Linked DNA regions of Rattus norvegicus: region 2 is linked to region 1. Evidence: chromatin contacts called from public Hi-C data. All regions are on one chromosome and are shown on one strand. The core of a region is the stretch at or near the end of the contact, and the rest is flanking DNA. Distances in the headings are between cores, read along the strand shown. Region 1 holds the start of Ergic1 (endoplasmic reticulum-golgi intermediate compartment 1). Region 2 has its middle 44 kb from the start of Dusp1.

Region 1 (7,319 bases), core at 1,310-3,809:
ACCGCACTGGACAAACTGGAGAGGTGTGTTGTGCTCAAGGGGAACCTCTGGCCAAGCACCAGTCTACGTGCTGCAGACACTTATATAAAAACTGGATATAAGCCCTGGCCCTTGGGAGGTCAGATACTGATGAAAGGGAAGTGAAGACGCACAATAATTTGTGAATAATAATTCGCGAATGACAGAGCAGCTTCAGTGAACGGGCACGATCATGGTTGTGCTTGCTGTGTCCCGCATGCCACCTGGTCTCAGGTGAGGATGCCGGTCACACCCATGTCATGGTCAGGAAAACACACCCTATATACACGCAAAGGGCTTCGGCCAGAGGAGTCTCCCTCCCCACGGTTTAAAAGGAAGATTCACTCGCTCACTCTCTTCGGCAACCAAGGGATGGATGTCACGTTTGCTTGTCCAGTGGATAGTCCCAAAACCCAGTCATGTGACCCCCCCCAATGCACACATGCACACTTCTCTGCCACCCATCCCCTAATGATAGTACAGTGGCAGGTGGCTAAACACCGGGTACAACGCTATGCAAGCCGATGAGTGGCTCTGTATGTGGGAAAGGTCTGTAGAATGGTGGGGCCCTCCTTCAGTGAGTCCTGGAGCTGTTATGACAAAGTCTGAAAGAGAACACATGTGCTGGGCACACGGTTCACCCTGCACGAGGGACTTCGAGCAAGGACTTTCTAAACTGACATTGGTGAGGATCCCGTGGCACTGGGTCACTCAGGACCTGAGACACATCCAGAAGGCCCCAGGGCAGTAGCAACCCAGAGCTGAGCTGTGTGCTCCTTAAACCAGCTGGTGGCAAGAAGGCCTTGCCAAGACTAAAGCTGCCTCTAGCTGTTTTCCATTTTTTTTCCCATCTCACCTACTCCCAGTCCCCAAACTTCCAACTGGAACCCAGATCTGCCCAGCCTGCAGACAGGGGACAGGGCTGACAAGATTAAGTAACCACAGCAGTGATTTTTGTTAACAAACTTAAAATCCCTAGGACTTGCAGGACCATTTGGGGACAGAGGAGGGTCAGGAACCTTTACAGACAGCCATGGGAGGTTTGGGGGACCTGGATGTGCCCACTGCCTTTCTCTCTGTGTGGACACACTGTGGTAATGTGGTTTGCTCCTGAACGCCAGCACGGAGCTCCATGGGTTCAAAGCTGCCCTGTGTCCGTATGCTCTTGTCTGAGTCCAGGTATGGAACTGCCTCAAGTGGGCAGGAACTTGGTTTGCCGGATGGTACCAGTGTCCAGAATGAGCTAAAAACCACTTTGGCTGGTTAAGAGGTCTGAGACCAATGTCCTCTCTAGGCCTGGACCCCAGGCCGCCCATATGCTACAACGTGATCTGAACCTTGGGCCCTTTTAGATTGACTGTCACTCTGTTCTACACACCAGTGAGAGGGGGAGGAGGAGGGAAACTGTGGCAAATGGAGGAAGACCTGTTTTCTGGTTGTGGAGAGCACTGGCAGAGCCCCTCATTCATAGATGCCCTACTTCCCAGTTCCAGGCTGTGGAGACTGGGCCAGGGGTGCTGTAGGATCCCCGTCTTTCAGGTGGGGACCTTATTTTTAGTACCAATTTGCAAGAGGCGAAACCGATATTTTGAGCGCGCCCGGACACCTGCTGGGCTCAGCCAGCTGAGCAGTGAGGGGCTGCACCCCAAGCCTGTATTTCTAACATTGAGGACACACTAAGCAGCTGTGTGGAAAAGCACAGCCGGGATTCTAATCCTATTCCTCCAAAGCATCCCACTAGCCCAGGGCATCTCAGAGCTTCTTATCTCAGGGGAATGTCTGATGGGGAGGCCCTTCTCAGGCAGGCTTCCAGAAGGCCTGGCCCTGTACAATGGTGTTCCAGGAGCAAAGAACCCTACAAAGACGCCCACTGTAGTGCCTGCAGACAGCCTGGCCCCTCTGCAGAACCTCAAGATCCTAACGTTCTCTACCCGCACTGTCCCCACGACTTGGGGGACAGGCCTCCTCATCTGGTAGGAAGAGGATTCTCAGGCTCTGAAGGACTAAGCTTCTCCAGCTGCTGCCAGACTGAATGGGGCTGCAGCCCTGAGATCCCACCGGGCAAAGCCAGGCGTGCGGTCCCCACCTGTCATCCGGGACAGGGTCTACTAGGGAAGACTGGGGAGAAAGCCCCAGGATGCCTGAGCTCCTTTTATTTGGTAGTTTGCGAGATTTGGTTCCTGGGTTGGGGGAGGGGAATGCAAGATGTCAGGGGCAAGCTGGGGACCCCGCGCTGTGCAATGAGAGTGCTTGGGCTTGCCTGGGCTGCACGAGGGGTGGGGGTAGGGCTCGAGCCCCGAGGAAGGCCGCGGGCCTCTAGGGCCTGCCGAGGCGTGCACCGTGCACCGGGGTCGCGTTTGCACGTAACGGGGGTCGTCGCCGGCTGCAGAGGGCCTCGGGCCCGGGGCCTCACTCACCTCCTGAAGTCAAAGGGCATCGTGCCGCCGAGCCGGTGGGAGCGTTGCAGGCCAGGCGGGCCGCAGCGCCGCGTGGGTCCGAGCCCGCTGCCAACGCCTCCTCGGCCGCCCCGCCCCCGCCAGCCGGCCCGACACTCGCCACTCGCCACTCGCCTCCCGCCGCCGGGAAGTGACGCTCCGCGCAGCCCATTGGGCGCCGCCGCCTCCCCTGGCCGCCCCTTCCGCTGCCCGGTTAAAGGGGCCCGAGGGCCGGCCGGATGGGGAGGCCCGAGAGGTGGGATGCTACCCAAGCCCAGGTCTCCAAGACTCACGCTTTGGTTCCTTTTGGCCTCTGATCTTTTTTTTTCCTAGCCTAAGTGGGGCCTCAGGGCAAATCCCTGTGTCTCTAGCTGTGGGTTTTGTGCTTCTAAAGCAAAGCCATTGCGTTGTGAAGCTCAGAGAGAAAGCTGCATATTGGGGGGTCCTTGCTTGGTGCTAGCTCTGGGTGAAGGTTAAAGCTGGGGGATGGGTATCGCAGTCCTGGATTGAGAAAGTCCACCCACCTCCCATCTATCCCTTGCTTCTTAGGAAAAGCCATCTGGCTCCTGGGGTCTGCCACCACCCCTTTCTCTTATCTGCATTACTGCAAATCCCCGGCTTTTCAGCTTTTCATAGGTATCAAAGGAGACAGTTAGGCCTCTGCTTTAGTGAACAGCCTGACATCTAGTGAGAGCTTCACCTGTTAGGGTTGGGCTTAACTATCTGCTTTTATCATCTTGCATTTGGGGTTGGTGTCAACCATTCGAAGAGCATCTTCCCACCTGAAGTCAGATCCGTGCAGGGTTAGCCAGAGGCTCTGAGTATGCATGGTTAGAAATGGCACCGCCAATTGCCCTGGAGCCTCTGTTCTCAGAAACACTGAAGTACAGAAAACACAGCTCCCTCAACTTGCTGGGCTAGAAGAGGAAGCGGCTGAACTCTAGCCTTTTTGTGATTGGCTGATCTTAGTTGTCAACTTGACATACCTGGGAAGAGGAAACCTCAGTTGAAGAATTGACTCCACCGCGTTAGCCTAAGGACCTGTATGTGATGTTTTCTTAGTTCCTAAGTGATGATGTAGGGTGGTCCATGGGTAGCACCATTCCTAGGCCTGGGAGCTGAGTGGGAGCAATGGAGCAAAGAACAAGCCAATTAGATAGAACGCCCAAGTAGGGGAAATCAGACTTCTGAACTTCCCTGGGTTCTGCTGCTGCTGCCTTCTTCAAAGTGGTGATTTAAGACAACAACTTAGGGGGGAAAGTAGTGCCCAAGATCAAAAGGCAGGACGTGGGGGCAGTGTCCTGACATACAAACAGATGGAAACAGCTCTTTAGTCTCCTGAAGGGTTGGAATGGGCAGAAGATCTAGGGGCTGCAGTGATGGAGCACGGCTAGTTTCTCTTCCCTTTGACAATTTGCATGCCCCTGCCACTCATTCATTCATTCATTCATTCAACCACCAAGCACCCTCACCCCATGCTCTTATGGGAAATGAGAAAGTTTCACCCTGTTCTGGAGCCTGGGGGCAGCAGAAAGAAAAAGCAGCCCGATGCCTTCTGGAACCACTGGGTACAGATGAACCCAAGACAGAGGTTGTGTGGTGTGGGTAGTTGATCTCATGTATTCCCTTTCCAGAAGGTGATCCAGAGACCTGCTCTTTGGGCATCTTGGGGACTATCCTTAACTTCAGCGCAGACCACCCAAAGCACCTTGTGTCCTTGGGCATGATCAAAGGCAAATGGCCAGCACAGTAAATAAAGACAGGACTGACTGGTGTAGGTATTTTTTACACAGAGAGAAAGGGCTCCCGACTTTTAGATGGGCACATAGACACTTGCATCCCACAGCTTCCCTTGCAGCTAGGCATGTCGGGGCAGTTGAGTTATTGAACTGAAGGGAAAAGGTGGCTTTAGGAAGTCTGGATGTATGTTCTATGCCTTCTGTGCCGCTTTATCCAGCTGCCTGCCTAGAACGTGGGTGCCATTATCTTGGACCATGAAATGGAAACCGCATGGAACAAAGCAACAAGACACAAAGGACCCAGGTCTTTTTTTTTTTTTCCTTTTCTTTTTTTTCGGAGCTGGGGACCGAACCCAGAGCCTTGCGCTTGCTAGGCAAGCGCTCTACAACTGAGCTAAATCCCCAACCCCAAGGACCCAGGTCTTATCACTCAGTGGCTCTGTTTTTATTAGATGGAAATAAGCATCCATCTGACTGGAACAACTGTTGTTTTGGGTTGCTGAACACTTGGAACTCAATGGTAACACTCATGTCCCGCCCAAATCACTTGAGTGCTCAAATACTGCGCAGAGAATACACCAGTCACCATTACCTAATGTCCTACGATTTTCCTTGGGAAAACTTGACACGACTCAGGATTGGATTAACTAGCTAGTAACGGCACCCCCAATTTGGGTGGAAGCATCCTGAAGGAGGCCACCATTCTGTCCCACACACCCCCCCCGAGACTCCATGCATATAGAGGCACATTTCTACAGCAGAATGGTCACGTGGTCTTCTCAGAGGTCAGAGAGGATGGGAGTGGACTGGCCATGTCACCAAAGAGACTCTGTGGGATTTTTGAGGTCTAGAAGCAAAGTGGACTGTCAATCTCCTGTTAATCCACCCAGGAGACTTCGGGGGATGGAACAGAAGAAATCAGACAAGTGCCCCAAGATGTGGGAATGCTCTAGACCTCTTTGAACATGGCAGCAACTGGTAACAGTTGGATTTAGGAACTGCTGATATTGTGGTACCCTGTGGTGGTCACCCTCCAGTGGTCTTCATCTGCCAATAGCTCCGGCCTCTTGAATAGTGAATAGGTCTAGCCTGTGTAACTCAACAGGATAGTGTAGGTGCGAATCTAGGTTCCAAGAGGCATCACAGGCCTCTTCTGGGGAAGTCCCAGCGCCATGCCCTAAGGACGGTCAGTTGTCATTCTCTTAGAGGGGTCCACACAGCAGACCTGAGGGCTCCTCCTCCTAGCCAAGTGAGGGAGCCCACTGGGATGCTTACTGAATCCAGGTCAAACCCCAGAGCTGCAGCCTGGCCCGCACTTTAGCTCTAGCTCTAAGGGGAGCCCGAGCCAGAATTCCCCAGCTAACTTGCTCCTAAATCCTGACCCCTAGAAACTGTATTATAACAAGCATTTAAGCCACTGAAGTGTGGCTAATCAGTTATATTGCCATCAAGGAACATATACTGTCATTCTCCTTCCTCCGTCACACTGACCAGCCTGGACGAACCACCTTTAGAGTCAGAGAAGTCTCTAGCTGGGTGACCTGGAGACATTGTTTAAATGGCTTGGTCCAGGCCTGAAGCTAAGGGTACTAAGTCCTTATACCGGTGGCAAGATAGCTTCAGGCTGCCCTGGTTGTGACCTCAGGTGCTGGGATCCTGGGTCGTCCCCTCCCCCTGGGGCACGGGCTGGATTTCCTAGCTTTTGCCAAATGAGCAAAATATCACATATTGATGTCGGTTCTGAGATTATGTCACAAAAGACAGCAACTTCTGTCTCAGACAGTAACTCACTACCTCTTGGGTCAGTTGCGTGGAGAAGGGAGCTGCCTGGTTGTGAGGCTGCCCTCCAGTGACACCATGTGATGGATTGCAACTGAGTCAACAACCTCTATCTCTGTGCATGTGATTGGTCAGGGACTGGTCAGCTCCTGCTGCATCTCGGGACATGGCAGCCCTGCGGGATAGCTTGACCGGGCCTCTGAGATGCCCTGACCAGAGGCAACCCAGTTGATTCTCATGGGACAGCAATTCTTTAAGCCCCCAAACTTGCCTTGATCCATGACACAACAGCAGGTAGCAAATGCGTTCCTCTCCGAGTTGTCTGAGAAAGGGAAATGCCTGGCATGTAGTAGGTGCTCATTAAATGCTTGCTGACTAGGCCAACCCATAAAACGAGTGTCCTTGAAGGAAAAGCTTCCTTGACCCCACATGCTCACTCTCTTCTACCCATTCCTGCCAGAAATATCACTGCTCATTATTTTAGGAAGGGAATATCTGGGTTGGGTTTGTTTTCTGTAGTGAGACACTAGTTCCTGTTCTGTAGGTGTGGTTGGCTCAGACTGGCCTCCATGAAGAAGGATTAAAACACAATAACCCATTGTCAAACTCGGTAAGGATTTAAAGGAACTTAGATACCAGAAAATAGGACTCTGAAAATGTGTTTATTCTTTCTTGCTCTGCTGAAGTCCTCTGACCAGCCAGAAGGCACTCACTCATTCCTTACACAGACAGCTATTCCCTGGCACTTCTTCACGAGACACGTGCCACATATGGAGATGAACATGGTATAGCTCTGATTTCAAGAAACCGAAACCTGGGAGGAGGTCAGTAAAGGTGTGGGGGCCAGAACCTTAGGCAGGGTACCAATGTCAGGTGCAGAGTAAGAGACAGTCAGAGGGCTGGGGGTCCCAGGTAGGAGGCCCCCATTGCTAAGCCATGGGGGTGTTTGAATTCTTCCAACTGGAAGTGGTAAAAATCATTTCAAATTAATGTGAACTGTCCATGTCAGGAGAGAGGAAGAGAAGGGGAGGGGAGGGGACAAATGGGAGATGAGGGGGAGGAAAAGGAAGTGGGAAGGAGGAGGGAAGAGGAGGAGAGGTACTTGTGGCCCTGGGTACACAGCCTCATCTTGTGCACACACACCAAGTCAGAAGTAGAGTAGCTCTCTTAAGGCAGCTCCAGGTGGTGTTGCTAGAGAAGGCATAGAGGATATAGGAATGCTAAAACATCAAATGTCTTAGGAAGTCAGGGAAGGCTGCCAGGAAGAAGAGAGTAGTCTGAGCCAAGACAGGAAGAACAAGAAGCAATTAGTCATGAGCAGACATAATGCTGTGTAACAAATTATCCC
Region 2 (7,319 bases), core at 2,942-5,441, 98 kb after region 1:
TGTGGAGAACCAGCCCTGGAGTGTGCAGGGTTAGCTCCATAGGCCATGCACCCCGAGCCTCTGTCCTCTCAGAGTCCCTGGCATCGCTGGCTCACTCCTGAACCACCTGCGAGCACCTGTTACTAAGTGAAGACCAGGTCACTGGGTCACCTTGATCTGGTTCCCTAACAGAGCTCCCTGTTTTCTGGCTAGGGGCTCTCAGATGAGTACCTTCCCTTCTGGAAGTGTTAGCTTCCTCACCTGCACAGAGTAGGGCCCCACCTGCTTCAAGGACCACAGAGAGGCCAAGAATGCCCCAGCAAGTGACAATCCTCTGGGCTGTGCCCACACCTTGCTTGTGTAAGGCTGGTGTCTGTGCCCATTTTCCCATGGTCCCCATTAGTTCCTGGCTGAGTCAGACCCTCGCACACTTCACCATCTTGCTCAGAGCTCCAGGGACTCCACCCTCCCTACAGCCTAGAAGACGTTCCAGGTCACATCCTAGGCCTCACTCATCTCTACTCTGCACAGGAAACATTTCTAGGACTGCTAATGTCCTGTCCCCAGCACTAACCCTACCCAGACCCAGATGGCCCCATGCAGGAGGACTTGGCCTAGGTCGCAGCTGCCATTTTTTTCCTCTGACCTTTCTGTAGGTCAAGGTCCTGGCACGGGGTCAAGTAAAGGTCTCCAGTCCACAGAGCCCTTTCTCTATACATAGAGTGTTCATCTCTGGGTAGGAATGCCTAAGTGTTATCACTGTGGGGTGCAGGGGCAGGATTAAAGGTTGATTCATGGGCGTAGAGACTCCCATGAGGGTTCAGGTGCAGTCTGGTGGGGGAGACAGCATAAAGTGCTGATTTTAGATGTTTGTCACACGGTAGAGCCTTCCATGGAGAGGTAGCAGGCTTGGTGTGGTGCGGTCGGTGGCAGTGGTGGGAGGGGATAAAAAGCATTGCTACAGGACAGTGGAGCCCAGAGGGAGAAGAATCAGCTTGCTGGGTGATCAAGGGATCCCAAGAAGCTCTGGCAAGACGACCCACAGGGCCAGAGGAAGGAGAGGGTCTCCTGATAGCGCTGAGGTTTCCAGGACACAGGGCTCTAGTTACTTCCACGGGGAAGCCTTAGGTGCAAGGCTCAGGTCTGCTATTCTCTGTGACCTAGGGCGTGTCACTTCCTTCTTAGACCCCCATTTCACCCCTTAATCTACATAAGGTGGCCTCTACAGCACAGCAGAGTATGCACAGGCTAAACACTGTCTTGTCTGTCTGTCTGTCTGTCTTTCTTTTTCTGGTGTCTCACAGCCTCTGCTTTGGCTGAAGGTCCTAGTTTCCTCCTCTGAGAACCCAGTATGTGCTCATCGGTGTTTGTGGCTACATGGGCTGCGGCAAGCTGATGCACCCTTTTGTACGCATCTTGGAAAAGCATGGCACCAGCCTCCTTGAATCCCCAAGACATCACTGGCTGCCCAAAGGCTTTTGAGTATAGCACCTCTGCCTGGCTTCCCTTGCCCTTGTCCACTTCCCTGCTCCTCCATGCTTCCTGCTGGTCACCCTGTCATGCCACCACAGACAGATGCTTGCCAGGGTCGGAAATGCCGTCCTTCCTTTATCGCTTGAGCTCTCCAGGAGACTCGTCTTGTATGTTGCATACTGGTCCTCCTGATGGCGCTGAGGTTTCAGGGACACAGGGCCCTAGGTACCTCCACAGGGAAGCCTCAGGTGCAAACAAGGCTCAGGTCTGCTGTGACCTGGGGCATGGAAAAGGACCTATGTATACATGTAATACACATAGGAATTACATGAGAGAGGAAGGGAGGAAAGAGGGGATGGAGAAGGTGAGAGAGTCTGGGATGAAGAGGTCTGTGGAGAGGCAGGAGGAGGGATATTCAGGGTGAGGCTCCCTCTGTTTCTTCCCACAGGGCTGACCTGGCAGCCTTGCTTGGGGGGTGGGGGAGAGTGCAGGAAGTATGGGCCTATGGGATTAGTGGGCAGGAAATCCTCCAGGAGACATTAACTTCTAAATCTAGTTCCTCACCACCAAAGGCATGAAACTCTGTAAGGGCTTGGGGGTGTAGCTCAGGGTGGAACGCCAGCCTCAAGTCTGGAAAAAAAAAAAAAAAATCCCACAAAATCTATAAAACATTTCTTTGAGAGCAAGTGTCTGTGTGCCAATGAGGAGCCGATGCTGCCACCTGCTGGGCACTCAAGGAACGGGCTCTTAGGGTCACTCATGGACCTCCTTCCCTGGGTCTGGACGCCAATTTAAGTTGATGCTCTGTGAGATGCACTAGGGTCTTTAAAGATGCTAGGTCTTCATCAGTAACTGGGGTGTTCCTGAATTTTGTAGCATACCAGGGAACTCGGGCTCAGTGGAAAGATGGGCGTGGCCCAGGTCGCAGGTACCCGGATTCTAATCCAGGCCTCTCTGTCTCCAACGTGTGGCTCAGTGATGTCCTAGAGGAAAATGAAGGGGAACGGAGGAAGGCAGACAGCCCAGCGAGGGCCCAGCTGACCCCAAGGCAGCCCCGCTCCTGGGCTTTTCCCTCCCAGGTGCTTGCAGTCCCAGGGGCTCTGCCTTCCTAGGGGCATTTGTGGACCCGTCCACTCCATGACATCTTTCCCCCAGTATCAAGCTTGGAAATCCAGTCTCGTAGGGTGGAGAACCTAGACAGTGCCTTTCCAGGCGTGTGGGACAGAGGAAAGCAGGACTCCAGCCTTGGGTCTCAAGCAGTTTATTACAGAAAGGAGACCAGACTCGAGCCAAGTTGCTAGAGCCCATGTGGCCAAATTTGAAACCAGACAAGAGGGTCAGACTGGAGAATGGACCAGGAGACCTTCTATGGGGTAGAGGTGGGAAGGGCCCCCCTGAAACAACCACCTGCTAGGGTCAAGGGCATGACCTAATACTATCAGGGAGTGCTTCTAATGGAAGGCACACTCCCCATGTTAGTGCGGCCTGCCCTCTGCTTTGGACTCTGCCGGTCCTCGGCTCCATCATCCTAGGCTATCTCTTTCCCTCCTTTGGCCTTCTTATCACCCCATACAATGTGGTCAGTGGTATTTCTAACTTCTTCAGACTCAACTGAAACTCAAGATCAAACGTGCACCGAGCCACAGGCGCTTAGTAGGCCCTCCGAGCATGGGACAGGAAGGGCCCCACTAACACCCAAGAGTTGCCTCCAATGCTTCTTCAAAGCTGAAAAGCAGGCCTCGTGTCGTGATGCTTCTGTAGAACTGGGGAAACTGAGTCACTGGACCAGGAAGTGCCTGAGTCCAGGCTTCAGCCTGAGTCACAGCATAAATGCTGGAAAAGCTCCTCCTCCTTCTAGGCACCCCCGGAAATACTTCATGCCTCAGTGGCTGCCTTCTCTGCCTTACCAGCCAGATACTGGCAGTAGACAAAGGAAGTCGGGGCAGGCTCCACTCCAGGAGGGGCTTGGATCTTTCTTGAAGACAAAGTTCTCCTGTGGCTCCTTCAGTGAGGAGAAGGCTCACGGCTGACGGAGGGCTTCTCTCACACCTGATGGGTACCGTTGCTCCATCTGCATTGGCGATCCCATCCTATACACGAGGGAAGTGAGACTTGCAAGGTGTCTGCCCAGGTCCTACAGCTGTGTTGTGGCAGGACATGGGTTCACCCCTGCAGCACCCCACAGAGAAAGCTGAGTGGGCTCTCACAGGTCACCTCGGCTTCCTCAGAGCAGGCTGGCTCAGAGGCTCAGCAGGAAGCCCTTCCCATCCCATCTCCTCAGAACTGGGACAAGCTTTGACGTCAGCACGTCCACATTCCTGCCCTCTAGCTCTGGGTGGGGTGTTGATTTCCTCCCTCCAATGTTGGTATCACAAACAGGAAGCTGGGTCATATGGGCAGGCCTGAGCTGAGGGCTGAGGGAGGACAGGGCCACCCTTCGCGCCAGTTCTTTATTTCTACCAGGTGATCTACACTTCTGAGAGGTTGAGGGGGAAGAATCTGTTCTAATGTCACAGCAGGCCATACCGTCCCCAGAGCTACTTGGAGGGTGTTCAGTGACTACACTACCTGTCTTGGTCCTCAGAGGGCTTCTGCTGGCCATGTTACATAGCTTCCTGCTTCTGCTGTGGACAAACAAGAACTTTGCTGACAGATCGCTGACGCAGGCTGTGGGCTTCATACAGGTCCTTGAATTCTTATCATCAGAATTTCATGTCCGTTTACAGATTACACCACCGACACACTAATTGGTTAGGCCAATTGTCTGAGCTCCCACAACTGTGGGGTTGGGTGAGGCAGGGATCTGAACTTACAGAGTGTAGCCCAGAGCTAACCAGCACAGCCTCTCCCTCTTCCTCCTCAGCTCAGCCCCCCTCAGACTATGTTCTGGAAAATGCAAGCTTGATGGCACCTGTTTTGGGTTAACTTCCCCCATGGTTCCCTACTGCCCCGGGATTCGAAAACCGAGGTCTGAGGAGTCTAGGGCCTAACCTTTGCTACTCCACATCTAGCTCAATTCCCCCTTCAGATGTACCAAGCTAGTCTGATTCCTGAATCCAACTCCTTCACCTGCCAGGACTACCTTCTGAAGAGAGGAATCTCAGGGTATAGAGGGGCAAGCTTTGGAACCGGCCACACATCTGTTTAGCCTGAAGCCTTCTATGGACGCAGAAGTTCCCAGTGTTGGGCTGCACCGGGTATAGTAGGTTTTGCCCTGGGAGTTTCCCAGGTCCCACCTGGAGGTGAGGGATTTGACCCTCATGTGTGTTCATCTTTCGAGTGTACTTCCCAAATCCCAGAGAGGGCTGATACAGTGCAGCGACTCTCGTGGCTGTCCACGCAACAGAGCATGGACCGCTTGGTCCATCTAGGCCCTAGTCTTGGGCAAGTACAGACGCTGCCACTGCTGCCCTGGCGACCACACTTTGAGAATCGGCTGGTGTGGAGGAAGCCGGGTTGCAGGGTTGGTAGTTGGACAGGGGAAGGACGGATGGAAGCCTCTAACTCTGCTGGATTCTGCCTTGCCTCAGCTTTCTTACTCTCAAATGGGAAGAACTGCGGGTGTGATAAGGACTGCAGAGCACAGGGGGGATCAGAACTCTCCTGTCACCAGCTCTTTCCACAGATGTTTGCTGAGTAAGCACTGTACCCCTTCCCCAGTTCCTATGGGTGGCATGAATGGGAGGTAGCATGGGAGGGGCCACGCCATGGCTTGCTCCCCCTGGAGGAGCTCAGTTGGCTCTCTGGTTATCAAGTGCGTTTAACCTTGAAGGAGGAGACCTCAGGAGCCTAGTTTCCCCTGATTGTAGAACCCTTTCAACTCCAAGTAGACTCTATTCCTTACCTACAGTTACTATAGTCAGAAAGCAGCACGTAACAGCAGCGTATTGGAATCTCAGACTAGCCCACTCTGCCCCACTTGGGATAAGACTCATCTCTTGGCTGAGTTCTACACTGTGAGCTGTGCTCGACAGTTACTGAGTCCCGGCATTCAGATCAACTGTGCATCCTGATAGAGCTCCGAGGCTGTGAGTTGGAAGCCTCACGGAGGGTTGTGGAGAGCTTCCTTCAAGTGGAAAGGCACAGTAGGGAAAAAGACAGTCTGAGGTTGCTAAGGTTCCTCGAGAAGAAATCCACTTGTCAAGTTTCAAAGGAGGAAAAGGAATTTCTGGCTAACCATGTCAAATTTGTAAAGGTTCTGCCCACAGTGTGTGCAGGGATGGGAAAGGGGTGCACACTTGTGCTGCAAACTCGTCAGTACAGTCAGGGCTTTCCAGCGCCACTCACTGTGGATTTTGGACTGTCACCTGCCAGAGAGGGTGCGACTGTGAAGGCAATCAGCTGGGAGATTTCCCGTGTCACAGCGCCCTCTGGTGGGCTGAACGGTGTATGGTCTCCGTGACTCAAGGCTGTGGCAGCTAGACAGAACCGGAGAGGGTGTGTGGGGCAAGGCTTGGCAGGGAAGAGGATGGGTACACACAAGGGAGGGACAGTTTGCTCCCCCTGGAGGAGCTCAGTTGGCTTCCGGGCAACGGCCCCAGTTTAATGTACCCTGGACAGGGCCTCTCCAGGTCGGGAGAGGTTTGGAAGTGGAGGTGGCTGTTGTGGCAGAGGCAAGGGTCTTACTATGAGAGAAACTGCTGAGGAGATGAGCCAGGGCCAGTTCTGGGACCCAGTTATATGGCCATGTAGGTGAGATCTAGGTCTGAGTGTGGCTCCTTAGTTCATAGGCTGGAGCGTGTGCCCTAGCATAGCCCTGACCGAGCTGAGACCTTTGGTGTTCTGTGAGGGTCATAGAGACCCTTGATTAGCACCAATGTCAATGCCACTTGGGCTGAGTGTGTGTGAGCATGCGCACCCACCAATTATCATGTTCTTACCGATCAAGGACACCTCGAAAAACCCCGGCAAAGGCCCAGGAGAAAGGATCGTAGAAACAAAGCCGCCATAGCACACAGGGAAGACTAGTTTGCTAGTGGCCCGGGACACACTGTAGCAGCAACAGAGCAGTGAATGATAACCAGTCTGCTCATTGGCTGGAAAAAAGTAACTACTGCTACATTGCTGGAGAAGTTGCAAATTGTTTCAATCTTTTGTGGAATGTTCCGGGCATACATCTCAGCCCTTTTAGACCTTTGCATTGTGTGTGTGTGTGTGTGTGTGTGTGTGTGTGTGTGTGTGTGTGTGTGTGTCTGTGTGTGTGTGTCTGTGTGTGTGTGTCTGTGTGTCTGTGTGCGAGAGAGAGAGAGAGAGAGACAGAGAGAGAGAGAGAGAGACAGAGAGACAGAGACAGAGACAGAGATAGAGTTGTATGTATGGAATATGTGTTCTGGGATATGGTCTCACCCTGTAGCTCAGGTTGGCTCAGCATCCATGATTGCCCTGCCCTAGTGCCTGGCCATCTTCGTGTGTCTTTAAACTACCAGTTCTTTTCAGGTTTTAACCTATGCAAACGGTTGAGCTACGTAGAAGGACAGCTTCAGGCATCCATATGGTGGCAGCAGCATTCTAGATGGCTGAGATGTTTTGTATACAACGATAGTGCTTATTATCAGGGATGGTGACTGAGGTATGGGGTGTCCAATGTTCGGCTACTGTGTATAATAAGAATGAATGATGAAATGATACGGCAGCGACCCAGAACACGCTGTGCAACCCGGACACCGCAGTTCCAGAGGAGGTGGAGGAGCTCACTGAAGCCCTCTCTTCGGAAGGCACTGGGGGAGTCCATCTCATCTCTTAGCTTGGCCAGCTTTCCCGGGGCTTCCAGCCTTACACCATGCTGCCTACACGGCTCACACCGTGCTGCAGGTACAACAGTTCACACCATGCTGGAGTCACAGCAACTCACACCATGCTGCAGTCAG

Evidence for each region. A called contact is a pair of places that touch in the nucleus more often than the background predicts.
Region 2: a contact with region 1 is called in a Hi-C map of liver, with 4 times the contacts expected there. The contact joins the enhancer-like site here to the promoter of Ergic1 in region 1. A contact is called at or near these places in 4 of 12 Hi-C or Micro-C datasets (frontal cortex, hepatocytes, kidney and 1 more).

Annotation. Positions count from the first base shown.
Region 1 is chr10:17,128,817-17,136,135 of GRCr8, forward strand. Ergic1 (endoplasmic reticulum-golgi intermediate compartment 1) reads right to left here and starts at 2,560. Exons shown (of 10, transcript NM_001398572.1): 1 at 2,436-2,560. The coding sequence starts at 2,455.
Region 2 is chr10:17,225,285-17,232,603 of GRCr8, forward strand. No RefSeq gene overlaps it. Among named protein-coding and RNA genes, the nearest start is that of Dusp1, 44 kb to the left of the region's middle. Within about 2 kb of position 4,192, at least 15 of the 93 cell types and tissues checked have an H3K27ac peak or open chromatin away from gene starts, as enhancers often do. A contact at or near this core is called in liver, where this site is marked.